Linked DNA regions of Mus musculus: regions 1 and 3 are each linked to region 2. The links are chromatin contacts, called in public Hi-C and HiChIP or PLAC-seq maps. All regions are on one chromosome and are shown on one strand. The core of a region is the stretch at or near the end of the contact, and the rest is flanking DNA. Distances in the headings are between cores, read along the strand shown. Region 1 overlaps Gm34322 (a long non-coding RNA gene). Region 2 overlaps Gm51680 (a long non-coding RNA gene). Region 3 has its middle 16 kb from the start of Gm34322.

The links. Hi-C and Micro-C count contacts between places; a contact is called where the count stands out from the background. HiChIP or PLAC-seq counts read pairs in DNA pulled down with a chosen protein or histone mark.
Region 1: an H3K27ac HiChIP or PLAC-seq map of acute myeloid leukemia shows a contact between it and region 2, with 5 times the contacts expected there. The contact joins two enhancer-like sites. A contact is called at or near these places in 3 of 484 Hi-C or Micro-C datasets (CD4 T cells, the N1E-115 cell line and bone marrow-derived macrophages), 3 of 115 datasets of contacts at active chromatin or transcription factors (T-cell acute lymphoblastic leukemia, acute myeloid leukemia and microglia) and 1 of 9 other capture datasets (embryonic stem cells).
Region 3: a Hi-C map of group 2 innate lymphoid cells shows a contact between it and region 2, with 2.1 times the contacts expected there. The contact joins two enhancer-like sites. A contact is called at or near these places in 4 of 484 Hi-C or Micro-C datasets (the N1E-115 cell line, bone marrow-derived macrophages, group 2 innate lymphoid cells and 1 more) and 3 of 115 datasets of contacts at active chromatin or transcription factors (CD8 T cells, T-cell acute lymphoblastic leukemia and microglia).

What each region holds. Positions count from the first base shown.
Region 1 is chr9:61,447,082-61,451,163 of GRCm38.p6, reverse strand. It overlaps Gm34322 (a long non-coding RNA gene), which reads right to left. Exons shown (of 3, transcript XR_379516.1): 2 at 3,687-3,939. Among named protein-coding and RNA genes, the nearest start is that of Gm34322, 6.4 kb to the right of the region's middle. Within about 2 kb of position 1,478, at least 22 of the 459 cell types and tissues checked have an H3K27ac peak or open chromatin away from gene starts, as enhancers often do.
Region 2 is chr9:60,997,921-61,001,970 of GRCm38.p6, reverse strand. The region is part of intron 1 of Gm51680 (a long non-coding RNA gene); the gene reads left to right. Among named protein-coding and RNA genes, the nearest start is that of Gm5122, 17 kb to the left of the region's middle. Within about 2 kb of position 2,675, at least 126 of the 459 cell types and tissues checked have an H3K27ac peak or open chromatin away from gene starts, as enhancers often do. A contact at or near this core is called in CD8 T cells and group 2 innate lymphoid cells, where this site is marked.
Region 3 is chr9:61,424,616-61,428,562 of GRCm38.p6, reverse strand. No RefSeq gene overlaps it. Among named protein-coding and RNA genes, the nearest start is that of Gm34322, 16 kb to the left of the region's middle. Within about 2 kb of position 1,387, at least 39 of the 459 cell types and tissues checked have an H3K27ac peak or open chromatin away from gene starts, as enhancers often do. A contact at or near this core is called in CD8 T cells and group 2 innate lymphoid cells, where this site is marked.

The DNA.
Region 1 (4,082 bases), core at 229-2,728, 450 kb before region 2:
ATCTTATGTGAGAGAGCCAACACCCAACACTATTAATGATACTCTGCTATGCTTGCAGACAGAACCTAGCATAATGTCTCCTGACAAGCTTCATCCAGCAGCGGATGAAGGCGGATGCAGAGACCCACAGATAAACATCAGGAGCTTGAGGGGGTCTTGTGGAAGAGTGGAGAATAGAATTGCCTGAGCCAGAGGGGTCAAGGACACCACAAGAAGACCAACAGAGTCCACTAGCCTGGGCCCATGGGGGCTCACAGAGACTGAACCACAAACCAAAGAGCATGTAGAGGCTGGATCTAGACCCCCTACAAGTTTGTAGCAGATGTGTAGCTTGGTCTTCATGTGGGTCTCCTAACAATCAGAGCAGTGGCTGACTCTGACTCTGTTCTTTCCTTCGGATCCCTTTCCGTACCTGGACTGCCTGGTTGGGCCTTGGTGGGAGAGGATGTGCCTAGTCCTGCTGGGACTAGATGTCAGGGTGGTGTGGTACCCAGAAGGGGCTTCCCCTTCTCTGAGAACAAATGGAAGAAGTGAATTGATCTGTAAGGGTGGGACTGGGAGGAGAGGAGGGAGGAGGGACTGTGATTGGGATATAAAGTGGGAATAATATATGGAAAGGAAAAACAAGTCTGCCTTCAACAATGTATCTGATCCTTTTCACAGGGCTGGGATGGACTGAACCCCAGGCATTGTGGGTGTTAGCCACTGCATCACTGAGCTACATCTCTGGCACTTGGCTTTTTAAGACAGGATCTCATTTTGCAGCTAAGGCTAGCTTGGGTTCTATTTTTTTTTTAAGATTTATTTATTTATTATATGTAAGTACACTGTAGCTGGGAGTCAGATCTCATTACAGATGGTTGTGAGCCACCATGTGGTTGCTGGGATTTGAACTCCAGACCTTTGGAAGAGCAGTTGGGTGCTCTTACCCACTGAGCCATCTCACCAGCTCCTAGCTTGGGTTCTTAATCCTTCTGTCCATCCTCCCTGGTCCGAGCAAACCACCATACCTGAGTGTTTCTCAAAGAAAATGAAATTGGTCTGTCTCTCCACTGTATTTTAAAGTAGCCATTTTAAAGGTTTACCCACTGTCAGATCCACACCTCCCAGGGTTGTCATTCTTGTGGTAGCCCTCAAGCCCCACCTTCTCAAGCCTTGATGCTCCATGCACGCTCGCCTGCCTTCTATCCAGCCAGTTCTCAGCTTCTGTCGCTATCCCTTAAGTGGTCGAGTGTTTCAGGCTTTGCTCTCTTTAGTCCATAACTGTGACACTGTGACAAGTCCCATCACTCTTTCCAATCAGTCTCCTGTCCCAGCCTCAGTTGCTGCTCAGCACACACACACACACACACACACACACACACACACACACACACACACACGCACCGCTGTTGCAGCCCATCTACTCTGAGGCTTTTCCTCCTGGCCTCCCTGGGGCTGGTATGTTTCACTTCCCTAGTTCTGCTGAGAACTCTAAAAGGTAGCACCTTGCCGCAGGCACTGCAGAGCCCTGCCACCCCACCCCTGCCCTCACCACACCTGACCAGGGAGCACACCAAGACATCTGTGGCTTGCTCTGCCAGGCCTTCATCGATAGGGTGGCTGGCCCTGTGCTTTCCAGCCCAGTGGGGCTGGCTCTGTTCTCAGGTTGAGAAATGTTCAAGGGCCTGATTTGCCGGTCTGAGAACTAGGTGTGGTACTGGATGTCAGTGGCTAATTATGCTTAACCATTATTAATAGGTCTGCACTAATTATCTCTTGCACATAGGCAAGATTTTTACAGATGAGGTAGAAGGGCATGGGGAGGGGTGAATCTGCCTAAGGCTGCCAGATGAGTGGGTGGACAGACTGAAGCTGGCATTGAGGCATCTGGGGTGCTTAGTGGGGATTCCTCTGGGGGTGAGGAGGACATGAGTGGGTGGCATTGGGTGGCTGAGCTGGGACTGGGCCTGGGAGAGCAGTCTTCCTAGGTTGCTAGATCTTCAGACTGGCCTCTCCCTTCCCCCTCCAGGAACGCAATCTACTGAAACCTCTTATTAAAAGTATTCTGGAGGTGATAAAAGTGTCAGCAAAGATTTGCTCATTTTCTAAACTGTCATTAAAACAAAATTTATAGTCCCGGGAAATCTCAGCAGTGGAGGACAGAGGTGGGCTGGGAGAGAGAGGATGATTTAAAATCTCTCCCCTAATAAATTAAAAGAAGCTCACTTAGAAGAGAGGGCTTAAAAAGGAAATTGCTAGAAAGTCATTGCTTTCTCTGCTCCTGGTGGCCAGTGTCTTTGCAGGCTGCCAACCATGCTTCAAACTCTCTTACTCCCCCATCCCATCCTCCTGCCCTCCTGATCAATTTCTGAAGCCAAATGCCCCCACCCACCGCAGCTTGCTCAACAGATTTTGGCCAAGACCAGTCCCTTGGGCTCTGGCATTTGAATCTCAAGTGGCCTGCTTCTCATGCCCACCGCCCTATAAGAATCTGGCCCCAAAGTAGATATATCTAGTTTGGAGAGGGAACTTCCACTGAGGAATTGTCTCCTTCAGATTGGCCTGTAGGTAAATCCGTGGGACATTTTATCATTAATGTTTGATGTGGGGGAGTCCAGACCACTATGGGTGGAGCTGCCCCTGGGAAGATGGTCTTGGGGTATTATAAGAAATCAGGCTGAGTAAGCCACAGGGAGCAAGCCAGTAAGTGGTGTCTGCATCAGCTCTTACTCCAGGTTCCTGCCTCAAGCTCCTACCCTGGCTTTCCTCAAGACTGTGACCAGTCCGACGTAGGCGAGTTGCTTTTGGTGTGTGTCACAGAGCTAGAAGGCACACTGGGGCAGCCGTAGATAGAGTCCTGTCTCCAGTTAGTACTTGATTCATTATCCATATGAGGCCCCCACATGGGGTGGTGGGGTTCTTCCTATGGAATTTCTAGTAGAGGCAATATTGGCAGATCTATTAGGGTGACAGCCTGGGTTCTGGCAGCCCTACGAAGGTAGGCTCTACAATAATCCAAATGGGCAAGGAATGGTCAGAAGCAGAAATAGGGATCGATTCACTTGAGAAGAAGAACAAGAGGGCATGGTGACCTTCTACCAGCACCATGACTATCTTAAGGGTCTTGAGAGAGGGCTCAGGTTTAAATAAAGGGCAGGGGCTGTGCATAGCTCATAGACCAAAGTATGGTCCCTTCCTTGTACTGGTCCTCCTCTCTCTTGCAGGGTGGTCTGACAAATTATTAGAATTCTGTGAGATCACTTTCTGGGAAACAAGCTGTGTCTTTCTGGCACCAGGGACCCAATGTTCTTTTTCTTCTCCCAGCATGAGAGTCCCAGGGAAATTCCAGTGTCTTGAGTTCCATTGTTTAACAGTCTGACAGTCAAAGGGAGGGAGCACATGTGTTTCTTCAGAATCTACATTCCTGCAAGGATGGTTACAAAAGCGAGGTGAAGAAGCCAAGGAGTCCAAGTCCTCATTTCATTCTTGGGGACATGGCGGCATTCACCCAAGGCCACACGGGACAACGACCAGCACCCTGCCTTGCCTAACTGAGTGCTCAGGAGATGTGACTGTGAGTCTTCACCACGCACCGGCTATGTGATCCCAGCAAGTCTCTGGGCCCCATGTCTGGTACCTTTGGGTCACCTGAGCCATTCTGTCAGCCTAGACTCTGTTGGTGCCATGCTTAGACACCTACTCACCTGTCATCCCCCCACTGCTGCCTCTGTCACTGAAGCCATTGGGGACAGCATTATGGCTGGGAGCTGGCAGAGCTGTTGTCCCTTCCTGATCCATTTTATCTGCTCCAGCCTAGGGTGCAACACATGGATCCAGTATGGGACTTTTGGGGCAGTCTTTGATCCTCTGGTCAGAGGATGAGATGGCGTTCCATCATCCATTGGAAGAGACCAAGGGTCACACTTTGTCTCAGAAGATCAGTCCAGCAGGAAGTCTCTGGGGAAAGGAAGAGGGTGTGTCTGGCTGAGGTAAGGACAAGGATGTGGGGTGCTTAGCAGATGCCCAGCCACTGAGAAGGAGAAGTGAGAAAACAGATGGGGCCAGGTTAGGGGTTCTCAGATCCCAGGCAGGTCAGTAAG
Region 2 (4,050 bases), core at 1,426-3,925:
GGGGGGAGGGAGAGAGAGAGAGAGAGAGAGGACAGTTGGTCAGTCTGTGAGATCTCTGGAAGGTTGCTTTGCACACCCTTGCCTGGGAAAGGACCCCAGGGACTCGTTACTGTCAGGTTTGTCACTGCATTAAATTCAGCCAGTAGAACAAGCAAGTGGGTGCAAAGGGACATGCATGCTGGCACTTGTTACTTGGGAGGGATCCAGCTAAGAGAGCCCTGCTGCTGGGGAGACTCTGCCCCATCCAAGAATCTTCTTCTAGAAACATCCGACGTGCATTGCTGGAGCCTCGGTGCGAGGGATGCTGGGCCCAGCATTGGTAGCATCTGGCAGCATTCTAGGACTGCTCTACCTGAAAGTTCCAACGTCTTCCACATTCCCCTCAGGAGACAAGCCAGTCCCAAAGGCCTTAGGACCATATGGTTATGACAATGCCCCACTCGTGGTACAAACTTTCTCTACCAGTTACTTTTTTCCTTGACATGAACAAATAAATAGTTGACAAACTCAATCAGAAGGGCTCATTTGCTAGATGGAGAGGCAAAGGGAACAAGAAGAGGAACAGAGAAATGAGAGAAACAGCCACTGAGGCCAGACAAGGCAGCCCAGTTAGGGGAATGGGATCCACAGGCATGCAACACAGTCAGGGACAGCCCCACTCTAGTTGCTGGGAGAACTGCATGGAGAGCAAGCTGCACATATGCTACATATGTGGGGCAGGGGTGGGGCAGCCTAGTGTTTACCATGTGAAAAGCAGATGTAGTGAATTACAGGGACGTGTCACCTCTCCCTGCCTGGTGACATCCCTTCAACCCTGAGAGACGCTATGCAGACCAGCACGTAAGGGTGAGGGGGGCCCCCCACCACATCAAACATCTGGACCAGACCCTGAGCCTGGGGGAGCATCTCCCCACACAAGGCCTTCAGCGTTTCACCTCCAACATTCAGGTCAGATTAGCATTCCAAGCCAGTCATTCACTGCCAAGGACCAGGGCTCCGGCCCTCCATCATCCTCTGTTGTTGTATGTATAAGACAGCGGTGGCTATCAATTCTTGAAGGCAGGGCAGGGGCCGGGGGGGGGGGGGGTGCTTGTCTGCTGCTAGGGCCTCCGGGTGTGGTTAGGAGTCACACTGAAAGGACTGTGCCGGCCTAGAAACTGCATGACCTCAAAGCTCAAGGAGATGTGAGAGGAAATGAAAGGGCTCAGGACAGAGTACATGGAATCAGAGATGCCACAGCCAGCCAGCTGAAGTACAGTCTCAAGCTGGATGGAGTCTCTTCTACTCAAGCCTCATGGCCCTGCACACACTCGCACACACACGCACACTCGCACACACACACACACACACACGCACACACACGCACACACACACGCACACACACCACACCTGCCTGCACGCACGCAGGTTCCCACTGCAGAACACTCTTAGGCTAGGAACATGGCAGGTGTATGAACTCCCTGTGGGAGGTGCTGGGAAGGAGGATAACATCCTTGCAGGCCTCTTCCCCGCCCCTCCCTCCTTCCCCAGCCTGGTGCATCTCCTTGACTCCTCAGCCTCAGCATCAAAGATTCATCAAAGCTGAGACCCAGCAAAGCGTGTGCTTCACATCTTTAAACGCGCTTCTTCCCAATGAAAAATTCAGTGGAAAAGGCAGGAAATTGAAGGGGGTTCAAAGAGGAATCAGAGAGGGAAGGGAGGCTTCAGAAAGGAACCGGGGGCGGGGGGGGGGGGAGATGAGCAGCTCTCTCTGTTATGGCGGCACTGAAGCCACAGTACATTTACCAAGCATCTGCCTCACTTGAGGCACAGGGCAGGCACACAAGTGGGTCCTTCATATGGCAGCATGGGCGGAGGAGCACCGTGCAATTCTGGGAAAGCCATTCCGAGATCACAGAGACGGTTCTGCAGAAGAAACAGATTGGCTCCTGGGTATGGGGAGTGTAGAGTTCAGGAGGTGTGAGCCTCAAACATTCTAGAGTCTAGATTACTCATGTCCGCACCGGAGTTTAGTGCCTGCCCTTTCTATCACCTGGTAAAGGAGGAACATGCTGTGTGTGTGTGTGTGTGTGTGTGTGTGTGTGTGTGTGTGTGTGTGTATGAGAGAGAGAGAGAGAGAGAGAGAGAGAGAGAGAGAGAGAGAGAGAGAGAGAAATATATATAGACAGACAGACAGAGAAAGAGACAGATACAGAAAGAAATAGGGAGGGACAGAGAGGCTGAGAGACAGAGAGAACTGAGGCATGCATGCATGCACACGCACGCACACGCACACACACACAGAGACGGAGAGACAGAGAGGCAGAACAGAAACTGAGAGAGATCTGGTGTTGTGGGAATCAGAGCAGGGATCATTTCCAGCAGGAAACTGGGGTACCCTTACTAGAGAAGAAAACAGTGTTCCACATAATAGAAGACGAGCAAGCATTCAGGAGAGGAGGCAGGCCACCTGACATATGAACAGAGACCATGCAGCTAAGGTGCCCAGACCTCCTGGCAAAGGGCAATGTATGTCTGGCCTGTAGGGGGAGCTGGCTCCAGGGAACAGGAGGACGACTAGACTCGGATGACGCCATCGAACCACCCCCACCCCAACCCCCATCAAGGAAGGCCATGTGTCTGCAGGGGTTGAGGGAGCTCGGGTGCTTGTTCATCTCAACCCTCAGTGACTTGTCACCTATTATGAGTCATAGCTGCCCTCAAACCTCAGTTTCCTGATCTGCAAATGAAGATACCAGTCAGTCATCTAAAACTTCCTCTTCTGGCTCATTTGATTCTGGCAGCTTGGTTCTGTTGCCCATGTGAGGGAGGGGCAGGAAGCTCAGAACGACAAGATCTAACCATGGCTTCCCCATTCTCCCAAAGGGCACCCCATCACTACCCACAGCCCCCTCATGTCAAACCAGTCTCTGGTTACCAGTATCCTGTGGATGGAGGAGCCTCAGACATATGCCAGGAAGCTGTCCTAGGTCCCAGGCTCCTCCTTTCTCTATGCTGGAACATCATCCACTCTGGCCCTGCAGATGAGCAGGAAATGTCCATGCCTAAGGTAGGCAACCCAAGAGCCCTCACCAACCTGGGGTTGAGCTCAGATTCACAGGCTGCGGACCTCACCCTACTCTCTACTGGCAACGTTCAAGGTCAGACGGAACCTGATGGTAAATTTCCACATCCTGGCCAGACCTAGTGGCCCTTGAGAAGAAACCAGAGCAGAACTTACTTGTGAAATAGCAACTGACACCTAGGTAGAGTTGGCAGGTGTCAGCTGCTATGTGATATACCTACCTCCCACCCCCTACCTCCACCCCCACCCCCACTCTTCTGTGGGAAGCATGCTGACTGCCCAGCTCAGCTCTGGTACAGCACAGCAAAGTGGCTTGTGGCTTGGGCTTTGGGGTCAGAGGTGTGGTTGGGATTGCCAGCTCAACAGTTTGCTAGCTAGATGATGTTAACCTTAAATGGCTTTTCTTGTCTTTGCTGAGCCTCAGTGTTCCCACCTGTAAGACTGGAGTATGACCGTAAAGATCAAATGTGACCATGATCTTACAGAACAGGGTTCTAATAGCCATCAGCTGATAGTAGAATTGTTGCTGAGGCAGCTCAGCAGTTTGTAGCTAACCAACCAAGTGGGCTGGTTCAACTTGACTCCTTGAAGCTGTGTGGCTGGCCCCACCCAGAGTTTCAAAGCTTGATGATTCCACAGTGCCCTCTTCCTGCTTAGTGGGGCCATTACCACCATCAACGCCGTCCTGAAGATAGCAAGCCTTCCATTTCTGCCCTCTGCAGTCCTGGCCCTAGAACATGGCTCCCAAAATACAATACCACAACACTATCAACAGATGGCCCCTCCCTGAAGGTGTTGAGGTTGTCAAGGGTCTCCCTCCTCCCCCCTCCCTCATCTGTCTGTCTCTCTCTGTCTCTGTCTCTCTCTGTCTCTGTGTGTGTATCTGTCTGTCTCTCCCTCTGTCTCTCTGTCTCTCTCTCTTTCACACACACACACACACACACACACACACACACACACACACCAGCTCAACTACCATGTCCAAC
Region 3 (3,947 bases), core at 138-2,637, 430 kb before region 2:
GCTTTTGAACTAAAATTGCAGAGATAAACCTTGATGATCCAGCTAGGAGAAACAATGCCTTTTGGGCATTAGCCAATCCCAATGGCTCAGTCTCTGATGAAGATGGGAGACTGATTGGTCCCACACAATTGCTGTGATTTGTTTTGTTCTTGGGACCTCTCCTAATCTCAGCTTGGGGAGTCTTTCTACCACTACTCATGAAGCCAAGAAGTAAGTATGTGGACTCACAGGAAGAGCCCTCCATCTTTTCCTACAGTGCACACTGGGCCTCTGGATTTTTGGAGGTTTTTGTTGCTGTTGTTGTTGGTGGTGGTGGTGGTTTGATTTGGTTTGGTTTGGTTTTTCTTTTGTTTGTTTAAACTCTGAGATTCTGGAATCAAGCCATTTGTTTTTGACAAGGAAATTTGAAATTATGCAGGAACAGCTGTACCAAATGTCGGGCAGAGATACAAGGTAACTCAAGGAGCCAGGATGTTGGGAAATCTCTCTTGGGCTTTGTTTAACATGGAGTCCTAAGTCTGTACTGTGAGGAAGGCCCCGGGAGAGTGCTGGTCCAGCCAAGGAAAAGATGGTGAGTTATGTGAGCACAGCCTGAGTTAGCACTGGATGCAAAAGCCTCGAATGGTTCATTATGGGGTTCTCTCTCTCTCTCTCTCTCTCTCTCTCTCTCTCATTGTTTTACAGTAGGAATTATTTTGTCTGACACTAGGAACATGAGCTAAAACGTATGACGCAAAACCCAAAAGGCACTGTAGATGATTCCACTATTACTTCTTGATTTCTGCGGTGAGAAGCTGGACTTAACTACATTATGGTATACCAGACCAGCACTTCTGGCATAGGACTCCATCTACATTCACTATCTAATGAATTTACATAATAAGTGAGGGCCCAACATACAGAAAGAGATATACCCCGGGTGCTCCCAAAGCACTCCCCAAACCCTGCCTGAATCTAAGCAAGCCCTAGAATCTAACTGCAGATTAGCAATCAGAAAAAATTCAAACTGTATTGAAACTCTAAAGATAAATAGTTGGGTAAGAGAGGGAGAAAGAGATCTTAAAAGATATAGACTATATTTGGGTTATAAATCACAGAAAGAAATACTGGAAATTATGAAGCCTGAGTGAGAACAATAAATGCATTTTACTGCTGTACTTATCACTGTTCTCATCTCTGTGACAAGCGCCTGACAGAAGCTGGAGGACATTGTTCTGGTACAAAGTTTCAGGCCATCATGGTGGTGGTGGTGGGCGTGGCAGCGGGCTGGAGTGACTTGTGGCCAGGAAGTGGGAAAGTTGGGCAGCTAGTCTTCACATCTTGATAATAGGTCAGGAAGGAGGGTGCTCTGACAGGAACCGGAGGTGAGGTCACATATCAAACGGGGTATCAAAGCCTGCCCCCATTGACCCACTTCTGCTAGAAATACCACAAGTCTCTAAGCTTGCACACACCCCCAAAGCAGCCATGCTAGCTGGGCACCATGTGTTCAAGCACATGAGCCCGGGGAAAGCATGTCACAGCCAAACAGAACAGTGGTACTTGCGCTAAACGGTGGTAGTCAGGGTATATTTTACAACTAGATCCTACCTTTTGGACTTGGTAAAAATTCTTACTCTTTCAGTGATGAACTGTCTGCGGCTTCCCAGATAAGCATCCAGTGGAAGCGATACATCGTGAGTGGATGAGCTGGGGTGCTCAGGTGTGATTTCCTGAGGGCAAGTGACAGCTTCATGGAGTCATTACACTGTCCCCCTCAACTGTCTATGCTTGTAGTTCACAATCAAAAAGCTAAACAAACCTCACCCACATCGTTTCTGCATGAGACAGCTGCTCTCGCCTGCTAACAGAATCATTAGCACAAGACAGCCAGGAATGGCTCGCGTAGGCTCCCAGAATGTGTTGGTGGATGGTAAGGTGCTGGGCTGGGGACTAGAGAGATCAAGTGTTTCCCAGGTGACACAGTGAGCTACAGGAGCTGGGTTCTTTACTCCTGGGAATGCCATGCCACCAGAGACCCTGTCAGTCATCAGAAACCATTGTGGCGGCAACTCCTCACGAAGTTTGATCTTCCCAGATCTCCTATTTCCTTAAATCTTTAACTGTAGAGTATATAAGTATAAGGGGAAAAACATACCAGATCAACTACACAAATTTCTAAACTACATTCTAATGTTTTCTTAAGGTTCTCTCTCTCTCTCTCTCTCTCTCTCTCTCTCTCTCTCTCTCTCTCTCTTCCCACCCCCCCCCCCCCCCCACTGTTAGGGATCAAACTCAAACTCAGGGCCACATAAGTGGGATTCTCTACCACTGAGCCACAATCCCACACTTACATTTTGAGGTATGATAGGTGAATGTGGACGCCTCCTGCTCTTGTTTCTCTTCTTTCCCTCTCCTGGTGTGCTGGAGCGTTCTCTCAGCTCAGGTCATTATATGTCCATGTCTACATCATCTGTACCTATCTATAATCTATTGTTCATCTTCTCCCTTATCATTTATTATCTATCATTTATCTATTACCTATCTAAATGTCTATGCTCAAATAGTTTTTTGTGTAGATTTGTGTCTTACATAAACAGAACGATATCTCTGAGACTCGCTCTCTTCTCTTCTCTTCTCTTCTCTTCTCTTCTCTTCTCTTCTTTTCTCTCTCTCTCTCTCTCTCTCTCTCTCTCTCTCTCTCTTTCTTTCTTTTTTTTTCGAGACAGAATTTCTCTGTATACCCCTGGCTGTCCTGGAACTCACTCTGTAGACCAGGCTGGCCTCAAACTCAGAAATCCACATGCTTCTCCCTCCCAAGTACTAGGATTAAAGGCGTGTATCACCACTGTCCGGCGAGACTCACTCTTTTCAAACAGCATTGTGTTTTGAAACTTACCCTAGTGATACATAAAGTTCTGGCTCATATATTTTAATACCTGTAAATGATCTTATCATATAAGAACTAGCATACGTTTAAAAGAATTCTTTCCTCATTAAGATCAGGGTGTTTTGCTCAAATGAGGAAGCAACTCAGGTCCACCCACATTTCTTTGTAGACTTGAGGAAAAGTTTCTGTAGGGTTCATTCTTGGGCATGGAGTTGTCAGGTCTTAGAGAGGTGAGGCGTCTCCCACTTGCAGGTCGCCACTCTGTTCTGCAGAGCGGCTGAACCTGTGCACACTCTCCCAGAGTATTTGACAAGACGAATCTATCCCCATCCTCCTGTCAAACCCACACGCCTGCCAATCCACTGGGAGGAGATTGTTCCCGCTGTGATTAGTTGTTTGCATTTCCCTCAGAACTAGCAAGATGAAGGCTTTCTGAGCCTTTACCAGCCTATCTGGCTCCCTTTCCCTTGGGTCCCTGCCACTGTCTTCTACCTACTCCTCTAGCTTTTCGAATTCACGTGCTGATTCGGAAGAATCTGAATTTGTCATACAATCCAGGTGCCCTTGTTTTGCTGATGGTAAGTATTGCATTCCTTTATTTTATTACTGTTTTCTTATTTCTTGTTGGGCATTTTTTGTTGTAAAGACAATTTGAATTTTAACATCAAATTTATCTATCTATCTATCTATCTATCTATCTATCTATCTATCTATCATCTATCTATCTATCTATCATCTATCTATCTATCTATCTATCTATCTATCTATCTATCTATCATCTATCTAGCTATCTATCATCTATCTATCTATCTATCTATCTATCTATCTATCTATCTATCAATCATCTATCTATCTATCTATCTATCATCTATCTATCTATCATCTATCTATCATCTATCTATCTATCTATCTATCTATCTATCCATCTATCTATCTATCATCCTATCATCTATCTAATCTATTTCTCATGATAGCTTTGTTTCCTAGGCTCTGTTCAATGGCTCTTTCTCTCCTCAGGGTCATGGGGTGATTACAAGACCACAGAGTCATGCAGGGGGTCTTGGCTGCCAGCCATGGA